2 separate regions of the Siniperca chuatsi genome follow, and region 2 is linked to region 1. The links are chromatin contacts, called in public Hi-C maps. All regions are on one chromosome and are shown on one strand. The core of a region is the stretch at or near the end of the contact, and the rest is flanking DNA. Distances in the headings are between cores, read along the strand shown. Region 1 holds the start of fzd4 (frizzled-4). Region 2 overlaps LOC122879449.

Region 1 (4,571 bases), core at 844-3,343:
GATATTTCTCAAGGTGAATTATGCGTGCTTTACCAGTAACACATTCGGGGTGTTTTCCCCGACCGTTGGTAACCTGAGTGCTGTCACTTCACTGCTAAAAGCTGCTCCGGTTACTAGTCAGGAAGCCTCCCATTAGAGCAAATGTTAGGGGATACGTTTCCCTTTCCACCCTCTTTAGAGTGTGTGTGTGTGTGTGTGTGTGTGTGTGTGTCTGTGTATATGAGTGAGAGAGCGAGCGAGGGGAGGGGGGTTGTCAGCTAATCTTTTGGGACAATTTTCAGCTGGAGGAGGACAGTTTGGTTTTACACTGCAGTTGCTCCTTCTTCTGTTTGACTGTCTAACACACACGCCAGCTAATCTTTTGGGACAATTTTCAGCTGGAGGAGGACAGTTTGGTTTTACACTGCAGTTGCTCCTTCTTCTGTTTGACTGTCTAACACACACACACACACACACGCACACAAATGTCTCTTAAGCACTGTATTCATTTAGCTTGTCAAAAACACCTGTACACACACAAAGCACTAAAGCACTAAAACACACACAGTGATAAAAATCACACACATCTCCAGACTCCAACTTCCTTAAAATAATGACACAAAAGAGCACCTGGGAAACTGTTTGTTCTTTAGCAGTGCACATGTCCAGGTATGACCAATTGTGAGAAAAGTAATCTCTAAATAAAACGATTAGCCAGAATACACGTAATTTCAGAAAAAGTAAACTCCATTCATAAGCTCCACTTTGTTGGCATTTCCAAAAATGTGACCTCTGTTGTGTCACCAGTCTTTCCAATTATAATCTTAAGTAAAATCTTAGAGATGAGGGAGGGGGCCAATCTATTTTTTTCTTACATGGTGCATGAGGCAAACAAGCAGTATTTGTCTTGGGGACACTGAGGGCACCATTGTTAATGAGAAGACGGTACAGTATATAGCACTGAAGACTCAGCTGTTGCTGTGTGGGGCATGAACTCAGAATGTCAACAGAGGGGGCATTTTCATTGAAATTAGCATGACAGCCTGCATGGCAGGAAGGAAGGCAGGGACCCCTCCACTTATTTTAACTCTATGGGGGTCTGCCTATATTATGCTCCTCGTTATCACTGGCACCATCAGTCTGAACAGTTCACTGAATAGTCAACTACTGCTAGAAGCTCTCTGTCATGTGCTCCGCAACCACACTCTGTTCCCCTCTCTCTCTGCACACACACACGTAAATTTAGACTGTATCGCTATGCCTTTTTGAGTCCAGGATCAGTGTTCCTAAATGTGTGCATGTTACAGCTTCAGTGTCTGCTTTTAATAACACACTGTCTATTCTAATATCAGTATGTATTCAGTGTGTCTGACATCAGTCCAGTTACCTTGAGTTGGCTGGAGCAGCCGTACTGTATGAGCGGTGTGAACGTGGTCAGCTGCAGCTCGGCGTCCGACTGCAGCACGTTGCCGACCAGATTGGGCATCTTGGTGACGTTGTAACCGAGGCCCTGGCACATGCTGATCCGGATCGGGTCGCAGGTCATTTCCTCCACTTCGTCGCCGAAAGCGTGCACCACGCAGAGCGGACCGACCAGCCCGCACAAGACGAGCAAGGCTGCTCCGCCGAGCGACAACATCATCCCGGGCATGGTCACTCTGCCCTCTCTGTAAATGTTGGCACAGCTGATTTCTCCTCAAACACCAAGTTAGGTTTGGTCGCCCTGGAAACCGCAGCGCGAGTTTATAGTCCAGCCGGAGTGGAGCGCGTGTAGTCCATGCGTTTCGGAGGCTATAATATCCAACTCGGAGCCATTCAGTAGATTAAAACATCCAGAAAGCCGCAGTGAATCATTACGAGAGAGGTGCGTAATCAAAAGCGCGTGTTTTCAGTTAGAACAGTGCGTGCATCTGCAGTTTAAAAAAACAACCTACATTTGGATAAATCCCACAGTCCTTCTTGCGTTGTTTCCCGTTAAGAACTCCGTGTGGAGAAGCGCAGCGCAGCGACGAGATACAGCCGTCCGGTTTTGCGCGTACTGCCTGCGAGCGTCCAGCTCTAAACTTTATTGTGTCTGTGAGGAGAGACTGTTTTGCCAGTTCAGAGGAGAGCCCACCAATCCATGCGCGGGAGTTGGGTTTCCCCTGACCAACCCCTGACCGAGAGGGCGGGATCCAAGAGGCAAAATAGAAGAGCGAGCTGCTTCCTCTCCCCCTATCCCCTCTCCTTCTCTCTCATCTCCTTTCCTTCAGCATTTTCTCTTTTCCTGTGTCCTTGTTTCATTCCCTCTTTCATCCTTTTCTGTTCTTTCCTCACTGTGTTCCCTCTTCTCCCCCTGCAAAGAAAATCAGCGAGCATTCCCCATTTAATTCTGACAATATCCAGAACCTGTATTTATACTGGCTGATGTGGCTTACATATGTTTTTATTGGCTGTATTTTTAGAAAATAGGCATCCGAAAAGTGGCTTTTTCTGTGTGTGTGTGTGTGTGCGTGTGTTTTATTTTATATTTATAAGTCCCTAATGGTCTTTTAAGCCCGTCTGGAACTTCACCACAGGTTCCACTCTCCTTCTGTAAAGGCCCGTCAGCTCTAAGTGCTCATGACATTGTAATTGAAAGTAGGGCCTTAAGTGATGCTGAAGCATTGGAAATCTGTTTTGCATTGCAATGAATGCACATACTGGACAGGTTTTGTTTGCTCGTGGCACCCTGGGAGAAGACTTTTCTTTTACAGCATGAAACTAGCAGTGAAGAGTGTTGTTTTGGCTTTTCTGTCTTGTAAAAGTGGACTTGAGTGAGAAGGTGCTTGGATTTGTTGCAAATATTTCAGGAGGGGGAGAGCCTAAGGAATGCTTGATTTGTGTTTTCTTCCAAGTGAATTGCACAATTCTGACACTTTATGGGTCTGCCAGATGTATTACAAATTCCTGAACCCATATTCTAATGCCTCTTTGCCGTAAGAGTGATGTTTTATTTTATTTTAGTTACTATATTCAACTCAATCTACGTACAGTGACTACCTGTATCTACGTACGAGACAGTGAGTGAGGATTCTGAAATCAAATGATTTCTACATGTCCAGAGTCCAACTGCATGTCAGCATTATTTGCTTAAGTTTCGAGCCTTTGAAACAACTGAATTTGGGGGCGGGATCATTTGATATTCCATGCATGAGCCACACAAACACAATGAGGAAGTGCGGCTGGACCCCAAATATGTGCCTTTTTCATCTCAAGCCTATCTTTCTTCTTCTGCCCAAAGACACAAAACAGAGAAACACAAGGAGCCAACACAGAAGGATTTGGTGGCAGACAAGAACAATCCTATTCAAAGTTACATACCTCCTAAATTGTCTGTATAACTATTCTAATGGAATTAACCCAACAAACTATTTTGTGCATCTGTACTAATCCTTTCCATAGAATTCCTTAGCATTTCTGTACCTGGCATGTTTGAGTCAGGTATTTCTAGGGAGTTGCTGTTGATAAGAGACTCACATACACATACTTAAAACATGAAAATATCAGCAGCAGTCTGGTTGGCTGGTCTCATTGTGCTGCTATGTTTTCCCTCCTGGATTATACTGTGATGTTTAGGCGAATTCAGTGTGACAATTGATTGGCAGCAGCAATGACCTCTCCACCCAGCCAACCCCAACCCCAACACACACACACACACACACACACACACACACACACACACCATCCCCCTCTGCTTCTCTTTGGCTGAACCTGGGGTCAAGACCTGAAGTAATTAGCACTGAGCTGAAACAATAGAGTGTGCCCTGGAGCTGATGGTTATCAGGGGCGTGGTGTGTGTGTGTGTGTGTGTGTGTGTGTGTGTGTGTGTGTGTGTGTGTGTGTGTGTGTGTGTGTGTGTGTGTGTGTGTGTGTGTGTGTGCGCACATGCATGCAAGTGAATGAATGGCAACATGAAATGGAGAAAGCTTAGAACCTTGAAGTTCTTGTGTACATTTCAGCCAAGAGCAAAGGAGGGAAAAATGACCTGTGATACTTTTTTATGATCACAATGGCATCACTTTATCAGTTAGTTAATTAAGTCAATTAACTTTAACAGTAGATATAGAGAAGAGGAGTCAGGTAAGCAGAGAGAAAAAGGAGTGTGAGGTAAGGAGTTGCAGCAGCACATTATCAGCCCGAGCCACCAGCACACACCATCCACTCTGTTTACTTTCACAGTAGAGTGTGAATAGCAGGGATGAGCAGACAACGTGTTGGAATTGACAGACTAATGACCATCACACTGAGTGGATAATGACCACAGTTACTCTTTAAGCCATAAAACCACTGAGTTAATAATCCAACAGGCTTTCCCATTAAAATTGACATGTGGCTGGTAAGCGAAGAAGAGGGAACAGCAGGCTTTAAATCTGTTTGTGACTACATTTAAGGTCACAGATCAACACATGTCTTAAAAGTTGCAAATAAAGCTGATACGGTGCATGCGACTTGAATGGTACTTGCATCTCTGACTGTTCCTAATAAATTATTTTAGTACTTTGGTGCTGGTTTTCATGAATCCACAAGGAGTGTATTTTCTGACCATGCTACTTCTGTGCACAAATCGCTTT
Region 2 (4,571 bases), core at 1,352-3,851, 64 kb after region 1:
ATTTTATTTATATATATAAAGTTAGTTTACACCTTCAGTGGTATTCATCAAAGAATACAAATAAAATTCAAGGCACTTCTTGTAGTATAAAGTCATAAAAAGCTTTTTATTTCAAAGGCTCGATGAAAAAAGAAAATTTGGATTTCCTGTGGCCCAAACAAATTTTGAGCTTTGTAGGTTTTTAACTTGAACAAACCAATCGAACAATGGCTTTTTTATTGTTTTTCTATGGAGTCCATTAATTTTAGTCTTTCTTTGATACAGTTGCCCCATTCCAAAGAATATACTTGTACTAATATACGCCAAAATATACTGTTGTCTGCTCTGATTTGTGTATATCCAATGGTAAGTTTTAGCATTAAGATTTCCTAATAGTAGTTCTATCTCATGTTGAACTTAAGCGCCTCATATCCTTTGCCAGTACCTCAAATTGACCTAATGTTTATGTTTAAACCAAGTCTGACATGTGGTGTTTCTCCTGCAGCCACCACAGAGGAAAGTCCTCCTTGGTTTGTTTGGGTTAGACAGCAGAGGAATGAGGGAGGGAGGACAGAGAGATGGGGAGAAGTGGGAGGTGAGGGGATGATGACAGGGGAATGGGGGGTGTGAGTGAGCTTGGACAATGCTCTTTGAATTTTAAAGAGGAGATAGAAAAAGGCGAGGGAGAAGGGGAGTGGAGGTTCGGAGGAGAGAAAGGAGAATGGGTGGGTAAGAAAAGAGGAGAGAAAGGTGGCAGAAGGAGAGGAAGGGAGCTCACAAAGATGGGGGCTGATGGGGCAGAGGGGAGGATAATTAGAGGGAGGAGAGGAACGGAAGGGAAATGACGGCAGAAGGAACAGAAGGAGAAGGGGAGAAGGAGTGAATTTGTTCAATGAGGGAATAAAAGAATGAAGGAGGGAAAGAAAAGAGGTGGGGAGAAGGGAAAAGAGGAGGAGGAGGGCAGGGATCTTGGGGGTTACATTCCTGAAGTGCAACCAGCCTGGTGCTGCTCTGCTGCCCAATGTAAACACAGGGCAGAGAGGTGGACCGACAGCCTGTCACAGTGACTCATGAGACAGAGAGAAAGCAAGTGAGGAAGAGAATTGGAGGTGTGCTTTGAAAGAATGAAATGTGTGAAGAAAGAGAACAAGAATGGGAGCAAGAGAAATAGAAGAAGAAGAGGTGGAAATAGTTTGAGACAGAGATGTAGACAGAATGACTGATGTGATGTGTATAGCTATAATGTTAACAATATTCTATGTTAGATGGTAACCTCTCTCATAGACTCACTAGGTTCATGTTAGCAAATGTTCTCCTCCCCCCTCCTTTGATGTCATCTCACATCTAGTCTACAATCCTCTCCTCTTTCCTCCTCTTATTTCTCTTCTCTTTTCATTCAATAAACCAGGGCTATCCTCATCATCCTCCATGTCTTCCATCTCCATGGGATTCATCACATATTGTGGTCAGGGAGACATTATGTATCCCGGTTTAAAAGGATTGTGTTCACATTGTTTCATTATGTGACAAATGTGATCAGGCTCATGGTTGTGGCACTTCACAATAATATTCTGATGTTATAGCACACACAACACCAACCATCAGCCATGCCAGTAGAAGACTCGTCTTGTCTCTGTGGTACTAGTACTACATCTAGTGGCAATAAAAGTGCATTACAACTGAAAAGACAAATTATTGGGGTAAAGATCTATTTAAAGGTAATAAATATAGTACTAAAAGCCCCCAGTCAAGCCTCTTAAAACAGTGTAAATTGTGTAAATACAATCTATTGCAGTAGTTCAAATAGGATATTCTGATCATATAGTGAAATGAGTGAAAAGTGAGTGTAATCCTTCCCACAACACAATAAAAATTAAATTACTCAAGTTTAATTGATTGTACGTTTCAGTAACAAAGAAAAATGAGATACAGGCAAGACTGTGATGTCAAATCACAAACAAACAAGACAAGTTACAACAGCAAGAAGGTTGTTTTGTACAGATTTAGGAAATGAAAGCAGCATTTTGAGATCGTTTGGTAATTCCAAGGAAGGAGGAATAATAGTGGTCTCCATACCCAAAATAATGTAAACAGGGTAAACAATAAACAGTTGTATATATTGAGATTGAAAAACATAAAATGAAATAAATATGTGGCAAAACAGCATACAAAAAGATCATTTCATATGAGAAGAGTCACCTGAGAGACAAAATGTTGTGAAGAGGACCAAACTATTAATCGTGAGGGTAACAGCAATTTATGTAAAAAAGAAAAACCTGTTTCACTTGGAATACTGGAATCTACTGCACAATTTCATGTGCAAACATTATTCTGACATCCATATTTTTCACAGCTTCTGCTACTGATAATAATTTCTGACAAAACTAAATAAAGAGTAAAGCCCTGGACACAAATTAGGGAACTACAGTGCCTTTCGATCACTAACTAATATTGACTCTTCTCTTATGTGTCTTAAATAAAATTTAAAAAAGCCAGCAAAAACAGTAAAGGCAACAACTGGGCTATATTTAAGAAAACTGTACACACAGGGTAAATTTAAAGTGCAACAATATACTGTATTTAAAAATTATGCAGTCCAAAAGACATTTGTAGCAAGTGTAACAGATCCCACTTCTCCCCATAGAGGTCAGTCAAATATTTACTTAATCCAGGTTTAAATAGTTGTCACTGCTCACAGTGCTGGGAAGTGGCGCCCTCAGACTTTTTCCCAGTATGCAACAACACTCTCACCACAAATCAGTGGTAAAGTCCTTTTTTTGAAAAGTAAGCTACTGTCAGTCAAATGACGCACTGTACTTTAACAGTAAAAGGATACTCATAATGAATACTTCCTCAAACACTTTGAAGAAGTCACAAGTGTCAGTGAAATGTTGACAGCATGCGGTCCCTTGTCAGTCTCTGACCCTTAAGGTCAATGGCCAATCCTGGTGTGTAGGTAGCCAGTGAGTCACAAATGTAACATACACTTGAGTGACATACAGTTTTAGTTCTAGATTCTAGAACACATAAGATGTTCAGGGAGTAGAAATCGGATAATCTTCTTCACCAGTTTAGCACTCAAGATGCCTCTTTGCCTCCTTTATTTTCATTGAGGGATATTACCTCCCTGGAGAAAATGAAAAATAGAAAGGAAAGAAGGGGAAAGGGAGGGATAAGGTCAGTGGTTACAAGATGTAGTAATAAAAATGTGAGCCATGTATTTGATGTACATTACAAGTTACAAACTACATTTTGAGGCAACTGGGACTTGTGTCCATAATTGTGAGTACAGTAGCAGCATTTTGTCATTACAGCTGTGGCTCATGGAACTCTTTATCCGCTTACATTTTACATTACTTATGAATTAAATCAAAGTATTGTGACATTTTAAATGTGGTCAATTGTGTCATGTAAACGTCCACTTACTCCTTACATCCATTTACTCCACACTCTTGCCTCACATCTGTTGCTTCTCCCCCTGGAAACCAACAGAGAAACTGCTGTGAGTTTTTGTCCATTACATTAGAGTCATTCATACTGGCATCTTTGTGTTCTTACAAACAGATATGCAAATGTGTGTAGAACACCAATATTGTGACAAACCTAATCTTTATCTTTACCTTTCTGTCCTGTCTTGCATTTCCTCCACAGCCACACCACAATACTGAAAAACACCAGTATTGAACAGGTGGCTGCTGCTATTATCACAAAATGATTGTTAGGGTCCTTCTTCTGAGGTGTACCTTCAGATGAGAGCAAATGTTTATCAGAGTCAAAAACATATGAAATGGGACAGTTGACTTTAAAGGCTGGCAACATTTTACATTTTTCTTATTGTCAACAAATCAACAGCAACATTATTTTATTGTGTTAATGGTCGTGTCAAGTCTTATAGTTCCAATGAAAACTGTTCATAGTGAAGCAGAAATCTCATTAAAGGATCAAAACTTGGACCAAACTGAAATAATTTGCATTTGAGTTAAGTTTTTTGGAACTTGAGTGAACTGAGTCTGGAATAGTTTTTTTTTATAGTTAATTATCACATACAAAAGAATAAAGAGAACGTTTATATTTGATTAGTCTCAACCGCAGAATACCAAAAATGGATGATGAGAAACGTTACTTTATTGTTACAGTTTTTTACAATCGCTATGACAGTTTTTTCGATACATTTAACAATTTTCCTAAACTCAACGCACCGACACACCTAAAACGCACAATTGGCAAAATGGTTAATTTCATGCTCAAAATCACACATTGTAAACTAAACCCCAAAACTAATTTTCAAAATACAATAATAAACTAACACAATACACTATGTCTAACAAAACACTGCAAACATATTTTAAAATCAAATAATTAGTCAAAACACTAACACATGTTCTCTTCCAACAGGAACATTTAGTCATAACACAATGACAAAAGAAAAACACTATCATCAGCTAAAATTACAGAAACTGCATTACAGTATTTTATGTGTCAGGTTTGCCCTTATACAATGGACAGTATATTGAATTGATCATATATTGTGTTTTGCATTGTAGTTTCTTTTGAAGCCTCTCTACATTTTTGTTTTGTTGGGTTTAGTAAAT

The links. A called contact is a pair of places that touch in the nucleus more often than the background predicts.
Region 2: a contact with region 1 is called in a Hi-C map of an unstated tissue, with 5 times the contacts expected there. The contact joins the enhancer-like site here to the promoter of fzd4 in region 1. A contact is called at or near these places in 3 of 3 Hi-C or Micro-C datasets (liver, skeletal muscle and an unstated tissue).

What each region holds. Positions count from the first base shown.
Region 1 is chrLG7:14,209,441-14,214,011 of ASM2008510v1, forward strand. fzd4 (frizzled-4) reads right to left here and starts at 2,094. Exons shown (of 6, transcript XM_044203543.1): 1 at 1,367-2,094. The coding sequence starts at 1,630.
Region 2 is chrLG7:14,273,115-14,277,685 of ASM2008510v1, forward strand. LOC122879449 reads right to left here. Exons shown (of 9, transcript XM_044203549.1): 7 at 3,600-3,722; 8 at 3,413-3,457; 9 at 1,846-3,106. The coding sequence ends at 3,099. Among protein-coding and RNA genes, the nearest start is that of LOC122879449, 11 kb to the right of the region's middle. Within about 2 kb of position 2,602, the one cell type or tissue checked has an H3K27ac peak away from gene starts, as active enhancers do. A contact at or near this core is called in liver, where this site is marked.